Regions from separate parts of the Mus musculus genome. Here region 2 is linked to region 1. The links are chromatin contacts, called in public HiChIP or PLAC-seq maps. All regions are on one chromosome and are shown on one strand. Each heading gives the region's core, a stretch centred on a gene start, on an enhancer-like site or on the middle of the called end of the contact. The rest is flanking DNA. Distances are from core to core; before and after follow the strand shown. Region 1 holds the start of Abracl (ABRA C-terminal like). Region 2 holds the start of Hebp2 (heme binding protein 2).

Evidence for each region. HiChIP or PLAC-seq counts read pairs in DNA pulled down with a chosen protein or histone mark.
Region 2: an H3K4me3 HiChIP or PLAC-seq map of bone marrow-derived macrophages shows a contact between it and region 1, with 5 times the contacts expected there. The contact joins the promoter of Hebp2 here to the promoter of Abracl in region 1. A contact is called at or near these places in 3 of 115 datasets of contacts at active chromatin or transcription factors (bone marrow-derived macrophages, embryonic forebrain and embryonic hindbrain).

The regions. Positions count from the first base shown.
Region 1 is chr10:18,020,385-18,024,867 of GRCm38.p6, reverse strand. Abracl (ABRA C-terminal like) reads left to right here and starts at 1,616. Exons shown (of 3, transcript NM_028440.1): 1 at 1,616-1,801.
Region 2 is chr10:18,543,555-18,548,727 of GRCm38.p6, reverse strand. It overlaps Hebp2 (heme binding protein 2), which reads left to right and starts at 2,652. Exons shown (of 4, transcript NM_019487.3): 1 at 2,652-3,034; 2 at 3,515-3,650; 3 at 4,283-4,463. The coding sequence starts at 2,933.

The sequences.
Region 1 (4,483 bases), core at 367-2,866:
GAAAACGAAACCCCGTCCCTATTAAGGAGAATTCTCCTTCGCCTAGGACGTGTCACTCCCTGATTGGCTGCAGCCCATCGGCCGAGTTGACGTCACGGGGAAGGCAGAGCACATGGAGTGAAGAACCACCCTCGGCACATGCGCAGATTATTTGTTTACCACTTAGAACACAGCTGTCAGCGCCATCTTGTAACGGCGAATGTGGGCGCGGCTCCCAACACATTTTAAAAGACATAAACTATAAATTTTCAGCTCCCTTCTGAGAGGAAAAAAAGAGGCCTTGAAGGATCTTACAGTCCTTACTTAGAAGATTTTGTAAGTTTGACAACAGTTACAGGACAGCTAACCACTCAGGTTCACATTCACATGGCAAACCTTGATCCTGTAGGGCAACTAGGCCACTGCTTGGGGAGAGCATGGACCCTGCACAGCTTAGGGGACCTGGCTACTCTCACATCCCCTGAAAACAGGTCTTTCTGACTATTACATTTTTAGCTTCTCACAGATTGTCCTTGGACTTCCCCAAGGCCTCCACCAGTCTCCACCCACCTTCCCAATCTCTCCTCTCTCTTCTCTCCTCTCTCTCTCTCTCTCTCTCTCTCTCTCTCTCCCTTCTCCCTCTTCTGCCCCCTCCCCTCCCCTTCTCCCACCCTGCCCCTCTCCCTCCTTAGCCCCTCCCCCGCTCCACCTCTCTCCATTCTCTACCCCCCCCCCCCTTCCTGGTTTCTGCACAAAGTCAACTTTCTTGCTCAATGAAAGTCCATTTTGGGCCTCTGTCTGACCTGGCCTTTTCCAGCCTCACCCAGATGGCTCATTCTCTACCTGTACCACCTTCAATTTCCAAGGGAGATTTGATTGGTCCAAATGATCAGTTTCACCATTGTTGTGGAGTGGCTGCTGTTTGATGAGGTTGACAAAGACTAGGCCACATTTGTGAGTGTGTGTGGGGGCTGCGGGGGGTGGGGGGGCTGAAACTCACTAGGTTGACCCGGAGTTCACAGAGATCTTCCTGCCTCCACGGAGGACGTCACCAATGACTTGGACACTTGGACACTCGTAATTAATTGGGGGTGGGAAGAGAAATTTCCCTCATGATTACATTTACAATTCCTATACAATAATTTAAGTTGAGTTTCTTTTTCAAAACTCTGGGTAGGGCAAGTACATACGATGGAAATAAAAAGAATTTGAATGATTTGAATGGTCAATGAAATGTAGGAAACAATGAAGCGAAACAAATGTATTCCGTCTCAAGATCTAGAATCAAAATCGGTAGACCTGGCCTTGAAGAATGAAGGTGTTTGCAAATTGAGTCTTTTTTACTTTATTATTATTATTATTTGTCTTGAGCCTAATGCTCTGCATACAGAACCCACGTGAGGCTCTGTTTTCCTAGGAGATCTCAGAATTTAGCACGCTGGGGGAGCTTTTTCTCTTGTTGGGTAAGATACTCTGTCAGGAAATGAAGATGCATTAGGCTGTGGGTCCTGACGAGTAGGACGAGAGAGGTGATGGTACTTTGTGTGTGCATTCCTAGAAACCTGCCTCCAGCTTTGGCGTTGGCGCGGGTTTCCTCCTCCTAGGCGTGTCCCGGGAGAATGGGCGGCCCCTTTCCAGACAGCACTTAGTCTTACTTGCCCCCTACGCCTCTCCTTGTCCCCTCCCTCCTCCACTGCAGCCTTTCTCTTAGCCCGGGCCACTTCCTTCTTCTGCCTGTTCCTCCCCAGGGCGCGGAAGCCGAGTACAGGGTTCAGACCCACGCAGCAGCAGCTCTTCCGTGAAGAAGGAAGCAATCGGAGAGGTGAGCTAGTCCTGGAAGGCGCTGGGGGAAAGCTGGACCCGACGTCTGGGAAGTCTGAGCCCCGGGTGGAGGGTAAGGACCTCGGGGTGCCGCGGTACAGCTAGAGGGGCCTTGGACACGCGCCCTTTGTACCCCACTGGCGGGAACCCCACTCGGCCAGCACACTTCCGCACTGGGCTCACGTGACGTTTTGCCGGCCGGGGGCGGACCAGGAGAGGGGCAGCCCCAATCGATGTTTGCAGCGGTGCAACGTGTGGGTTTTGCATTTGGCGTCAGCTTGGTTGGGTGGGGGGCTGGGGGTGAGGTTACGGGGTGCGGAAAGACTGGGGGGGGGGATCCCGGGGCAATGAAGTGGTGTCATGACATTGCTCTCTGCACTGCGGAGGGCAGGTGAGGAAGGGAAAGTAGGACTCGTGGGGCTCCCGGGCTGTGCCTTCGGGTGCGCTGACGGTGGGGGACCGAGGGAGGGTGAGTTGCGAAGACAAAGGGACGAAGCGCTTGTGGTCCCGGGCTCTGCAGCCCTATGCAGTTCAGGAGTGAGGGAGTGGTACACACAGACCTCAGGATTTGGGGATCCATATTTGGCAAGACCTCAAACTTGTAGGAGGAATGACCAAATATGGAGTCAGCTGGAACCAGCGAATAGGGACGAAGGTGAGCCTTTGACCCGCGCCAGCTGTTAGTGATAGAAGGGAGGCTGGAAGACCGCCTAGCTCGCGTGTAAAGTTGGCTGTCGGTTCCCGAGCAGGCGACTCTAGAAGGCTTTATTTCCTTGGCCTATTGCCTCTAGAGTTTTAAAACATAACTAGAGAAGGCTCCTGACATTCCTTTCCAAATGTGTATCGATGAAGCTTTCTAGCATGTGCCAAGCCCCTCTCCTTGTGAGACCCACTCAGACAGCCTAATTAGAATCTGAGACAGTTAGACAGGCCCGGCTGACATCTGCCGCTGCCCGTCTTCTGGCCCAGCCTCTCGCAGACAGGCTCATTTTCTTAGGTTTGCTTTGCTATGACCTCTCATTGTTCTTGATCTCTCAACGAAGAGAGGTTTCTCTCCGGCTTTTAGACTGCCCTGGGTCTATTGTATAATGTGAATATTTTCTTCTCTTTTCCCCTCCCATATTAAGTGACTAAAACCTATTGAGTTGGGTTTGCAGTAGCAAACCTATTATTTTCCTATTCATAAGGGTCCAGACTGCGAGGCTGTTCTTGCTTTGTAAATGATCTGCCTTAGTAAGCACTCAGTATATGATATCACATAAGGATACACTATTGCATTAGATTCGTTTGTGTAACAGTAAAAGAACGGGAAGACCTGGCAAGATGGTGTGCTGGGAACACGGCTTATGTGGCATTAACTGTTGTGAGCTTGTTTCATTCGCAATGAAATAAGTACTTCGTAGTGTTCTTAGAATTTCATGAATTAGGGTAAAGGCACTTACTCACTGCGAAGCCTCATGACCAGATTTTAATCCCTGTGACCCACATGGGAAAGCCCACAAGTTGTGTCTGACCTTCACATTCATACCCTCCCCAAAAGAAATACATGTAAAAAAAGATTTTTGTAAAAGAAATTAATTATGAATTAATTCGGCTAAGGAACCTGGCGTGTAATTTCTGGGGTTACAGTCATAGGATCTCCCACACCCCACATTTGTATGTAGGTTCTGGGGCTCAGACGCGGTAATCTCATGCTTATAAAGCAAGAGTCTTACCAACTGAGTCATCCCCCTGCCTCCCAATCTGCGTTTCTGTTATATCTGTCCATCCTAACCAATAGAACAATACCAAACATGTAGACTACGTATATAAATATATTACGATGATTCTAGTTATGTTTTGTTATTTGCTTTTAAATAAAATGTTGTTAAGCTAACTGGATCACTATTCTTTATCATGTAAGAAATAGAAACTACATGCACTACATGTTATAAACAGGGAAAATATCATTGGTTCATAAAATCAGAAGTTCCAGGATCGGGGACAGGCTGAGTCATTTTTATGCCTAGATTTTCTTTCTGCTGGATTTCCCAGATGGGTTTTCCCATATGGTCTCATTTACATGAGGGTTGGAAATGCTCATGTTAGAAACAGTGGAAAAGGGTGTTATTTACTAGTAGTTTAGCAAAATCTTGAGACTGAACTTAACTGTTTTGAATGAGAGCTCTTGTTCTCAGACCTCCATATGTGTACCCCTACCCCCAAATAAGTAAATTTTAAGCCCCCACCGCAAATAAATAAATTTTAAAAACGCTTAAAAACGGTTTATATAAATTAATTCAAATTAGGATCGGGATGTCTTTAACTTGTCCTGCTGACTCTGGGTCGCTGCTGGAGCTGAGGATCATGCTTGGTCCACACGCACAGGGAAGTGCTGTCCCCAAACAAGACTCAGGCTGCTGGTGCCAGAGTGGGAAAGCAGTTCTGGCCCCACCAGGCAGCAGCTGGCCACCACTGAGACAGACAGGCTTATTCCCACCACTGTTCTGTATGCCTTGGGGATAGCTTAGCTCTTTAGTATCACTTTTAAACTGTGCCTTGCAATTACATAATTATGCTCTCACCAACACAAAGGTCCCCGATATAGTTGGACAGCATAATTTTTAGTAAGTGTTAGAGCTGCATTTAATTGAAGACTTTGCATTTTACTAGAATGCCGCCCCTTCAATTATAATAGTCATGC
Region 2 (5,173 bases), core at 1,403-3,902, 520 kb before region 1:
AGTGAGGCAAATCTACAGATGTAGAAAGTAACTCAGTGGATGGCAGGGATGAGGAAGAGGACAGGGTCACAGATGAGAGGGACCGTTCAACTTCATAGGATCTCTTTTTTTCAGTGATAGAATATTCTGGGATTTGATAGTGGTGCTGGGTTTACAACTGAGTGAATTTGTTAAACATCGCTGAATTAAACACTGTAAAACAGTGAATTCCAAGAATAGAAATCACATCTACAAAGCAAGTTGTATATACACAAAATACTTACAGGAAAACTGGAGAGGATGCAGGTAAATAGAGTATCAAATGGTTCAAGAACAACTTAGCAGTTCACAAGAACCTGTATACAATTTGTATCCTCTCCCTCTCCCCCCCCCCTCCTTCCTCCACCCTTCCCTACACAAAAGCTGACAATAGTCCAAGTTGAAACAATACAAATCATCATACATTGATAAACAAACTGCTTATAAAAATCCTTATTTGACCATTAAAAAATGTGTATGACATGCATGAACCCTGAAGATACTTTAAGCAAAGGCAGTTAGTCACACAGAGCATCCCACAGTGTGGTTCTTCTATATGAAGTGTCTGAGCGCTAGGCGTGGACTCAGTAAATCTGGGACACTTTTACACCATCCTGGCTCTTTGACATTTTCTAGAGATGACCCGTGGTCAATCAGCAGGATGGGAGGTGCAGGGTGGGTAGGCCCCTCTGCTTTATTTTGTTTTTGGTTTCCAATCAAACCACAAAGATAAGTTCAAGTTACTAGTTTCTTGGAGCATGGCTCTAGGAGTTGGGTGTGCCCCAGTTTGCTTTCTGATGCTGCCATAAAACACTATCCAAAAGTGACTCGGGGAAGAAAGTGTTTATTTGGCTTACATTTCCATACCACAGTCTATCACTGAGTGATATCAGCAAACTGTGGGCAAGAACTGAAGCAGAGACCACGCAGGGAAGAGTGCTGCCTGTTCCCAGACTCACCTTCAGCTACCTTTCTTTTTGCTTTTCTTTCAAGACAGGGTCTCTCTACACCACCCTAGCTGTCTTGGAACTCACTGTAAAGACCAGGCTGGCCTCCAACTCACAGAGATCTGGCTAACCGTCTCCCCAGTGTGGTGCTGGCATTAAGAGCATCTATGCCACCATGCCCAGCCCCAGCTACACTTCCCAGAACCAGTTGTTCCAGGTGGCACCACCCACAGTTTGCTGGGCCCGTCCACATTAATCATTCATCAGAGAGAATGCCCCATTGACTTGCCTACAAACCAATCTGTTGAAGGCAGGTGTGTTCTCTGTTGAAGTTTCCTCTTCACGTATGACCCGGATTTATGCCAAACTGACAAAAAAAAAAAAAAAAAAAAAAAAAAAGCAAACAAAACAGAACTAACTAGCACAGGGGCTTAGAACATGCTAAAGGCTGAGGGGGGAGATCATTAAAAGATGGGCTAGCATTGTAATTGCTGCAAAACTCCATAAATATAATTGAAAGCCATTAAGTAGTTCACTTTACTATTATTACTGATTCTCTGTTTTTGAGGCATTCGGATATAGCTAAGAGGGGGTGGGGGTGGGGCAAGTGGCTTCAATTTTTGTGTGTAGTCAAGGGTCACTTAGAATTTCTGGGTTTCCTGCTTCCAAACTCACAGTTCTAGGATTACAGGGGTACACCACAATGCCTGGTTTATTAAATAGTAGAGGTATGTTAAAACATATACATGTAATTAAAAATAAAACTGAAAAAAATTCCAGCATGGGGGAGGGATGTCTCTGGAGTACTCCTGAGAATTCTTTATCAGTAACGGGTTGCTGGGACCTAGAGACTCATTTCTTTTTAGGAGTGTGAGCATGGGTTTTCAGTGCCTCAGTGATAGACTCCAGCCTAAGTGCATGTGAGTTGAACTAGCTGAATCCAGTGAGCTAAATAAATACTCAAAGAATTTTGGAAGGAAGATGTGATGGGGTGGAGGTGGGGTGGAGAGTGGGGTTTCAGGAGTTGAGGGGAGAGAGGGGCAGGTGGATATGATCAAGATAAATTGTATATCGGTATAACATTTTAAAAGAAAAAAGAGATGAATTATATATAAATTTATTTCAATAAATCTTTTGGAAAAAGTATGAAGCCTAGCCAAAATATCTAAAGAGCACTAGTGTGTGCTCTGGCCCGTCCTCCAGGGCTGACTGGAGGACTCAGATGGTTTCAGTAGCCCAAGACACAACACACACACACACACACACACACACACACACACACACACACACACACACACACATTGCTCTCCCCAAAGATGCTGGGTCTCCATTGACTTTCCACATTGAGCAAACCTGAAAACTGTGGGCCCTGGCTGCCCTTCTAGTATAAATCAGTCTGCGGATCCCAATTTGGACTCCAGGATCTAAGGGCAGCAGGAGTCAGAGTCCTGAGTGCTAGCTGCTAGAGGTCTTGGAGCTCCGCTGCGAAGTCTTGGGGCAGGCGATTTTCTTTTGTGAGGGTGGGGAGGAAGCTGATTTTGCAGAGGCGCTGGCAGCGTTTTCAATGTAGGGAGAGGCTCCCTGAATGGGTGCCCGGACTGGTTCCACAGAAACCGAGCTAGGAGCTGCTCAGTCCTCCGCCCACCACTGCCCACAATCCAGTTCTGCAAAACATCAGCTAGGTGGGAGGGACTCTGCAGAGGACCTAGATGACCCAGGGCCAGCCGGCCGATCCTGATCAGTCTGATCAGCTAGCTGATCCTGACCTTATCCCTGCAGAGGGGTGTGGCCAGGGCTGGCGCAAGCCTGAGGTTGGTCGCGACGCCGCCTTGTGGCTCAGACCGAGAATGTCCTACGGACCCGCAGTAAGGGCTGCAGGGCCGAGCGTGCGCCGGTGGGGAGGGGACTCAGAACAGGGTGGCCGGTGAACACAAACAGGGCGCGCCCCTCCCAAGCTGCCCTTACTCATGGCAGAGGAGCCGGAGCCAGACCTCGGGGTGGCCGAGGGCTCAGAGGATCAGGCCTTGGAGATGCCGAGCTGGAAAGCTCCGGAGGACATAGACCCCCAGGTAGGCGTCTTCCAGGGCCCGCAAAGATTCATCTGGGCTACTTTACCGTGATATGAAGAGTCCCCTAGAGTTAAGTTAAAATATATATATATATATATATATATATATATATACTATTTTAGATCTGCGCGAACCAGGAGATGCGTTGTTTAGCTGACCCCAGGAGAGAGTCATACATCCACTTCCTGTCCGCGGAGCGGGTGGGGTAGGGAGAAACTGGTTACTACTACACAGACCCAGCGCTTCGATTTAAGAAAAGCTTGTAATCTGTCCTTAGGGCAGTATCTGCTCTCCAACCCGTAGGGAAACCTCAGGAGAGTCCATGCTTGTCCTAAAGAACGGGAACCTCAGGCTAGACCTTGGGGGGAGAGGGTTGCAGCTCTCCTGTATTGGGGACTCTCACCTCCTGACGTTCATGAGTTGCTGCTTGTTCATGAGTTCATGAGTTACTTCTCTTAAGTTTTCTCTGTACCATTTTAGCCAGGAAGTTATGAGATCCGGCACTACGGACCGGCTAAGTGGGTCAGCACTTGCGTGGAGTCCCTGGACTGGGATTCAGCCATCCAGACTGGTTTCACAAAATTGAATGGCTACATTCAAGGCAAAAATGAGAAAGGTAAAAGTAGCCTCCGAGATGCTGCGATTACTGAGTTTTAGTCTCCTGAAGAATTCTGTTTTGTAATAGACGAATAACCAGATGACTGAAACTCTAATGTTTTTATTCACGATTGGCTTCAAGAACTTTAGTGTAGCTACAGTAGAGTGTTGCTGGGTTCTGCTTGTCAAGGTCTATACTTTCCTCATTTTTTTTTTTTTTTCCTAGATGAAATGGGACTCTACCTAGGGAGAAGTCCTTTCCTGTGCCAAATGCCTCTAATAGTGATATCAAGGGACAGGAAAATGCAAGGGCATGAGCCTCAAGTTGTGTGTGTGTGTGTGTGTAATTTTGCAAGTCTCTTCGCCTTAGGACCACAATTTCTGAGATATAGAGAAAAATAATTGGCCCATGTTTTCTGTGATTTCTTCTTTATGTTTAAAAATATAGAATTTATTAACCCAAGAAAACACTACAGAAAATTGTTTAATGTAGAGTAATGTGTCATTCTACCACTACCCCTTTATAAAAGAAAAACAAAAACAAAAAGATGAGACATATCAAGGGTACATATTTATAGTGGTAATGTAAAGGAAATCAAGAAACATCAGCCATAATATGCTAAAATTGCTTTCATTTTTTCCATGACGTAGAGATGAAAATCAAGCTGACAGCCCCCGTGACAAGCTACGTGGAGCCCGGCTCAAGTCCTTTCAGTGAGTCTACCATTACGATTTCCCTGTACATCCCCTCTGAGCAGCAACCCGATCCACCCAGGCCTTCAGAGTCAGATGTCTTCATTGAAGACAGAGCTGAAATGACGGTGTTCGTGCGGTAAGTGGTAGATAATTCACAGCCATGCTGCCTGCCGGCCTGCTGGCTGCTGGTTTTACCTGTGTGCATTCACCAGTCCACAAGCATCTCACCCTTCCATAAGAACCGTCTACTAGATTTCAGGATGTTTTCCTGCTGTCTTGGTTTTAAAATGTCACTGAAGTCTATTGCAAGATAGAATCCATTTATTGAGAAGTCTATTATATATCTTCCACATATAAAACATAGCACAAATTGTATCACTTGAAACATAGGACTATCCTTTCCTACAAAATAGATAGATCTGAACAATAATGCCTTCAAAAAACAGCATATGGTGTCTGTCCTAGTCTGTTTGGGCAGGCACAACGAATACTATAGACTCTGTGGCTTACCACAAACACAAGTTTGCTTTTTGTAGTTCTTTCTAGAAGCTAGGTTCAAGGTCAAGGCACTTACAGTTTTAGTGACTGGCTAGGGGCCATTTCCTGATTCATATAAGCACATTTGACCCTCTTTTGTAAGGGTGATAATTCCTTTCTTAAGGGCTCAGTCCCCCCCAGGATCTAACCACCCTCCAGAGGCTCTTTAAACTATCCCATTTGTGATTAGGAGTTTGATATGAATTTGAGAGAGACAGGCATTCAGTCCACAGCATTCTGTTCCTAACTGAAGAAACTTTGTGTCTTTCTCACTCACAAAAATGCATCCAGTCACATTTTACCAGCCCT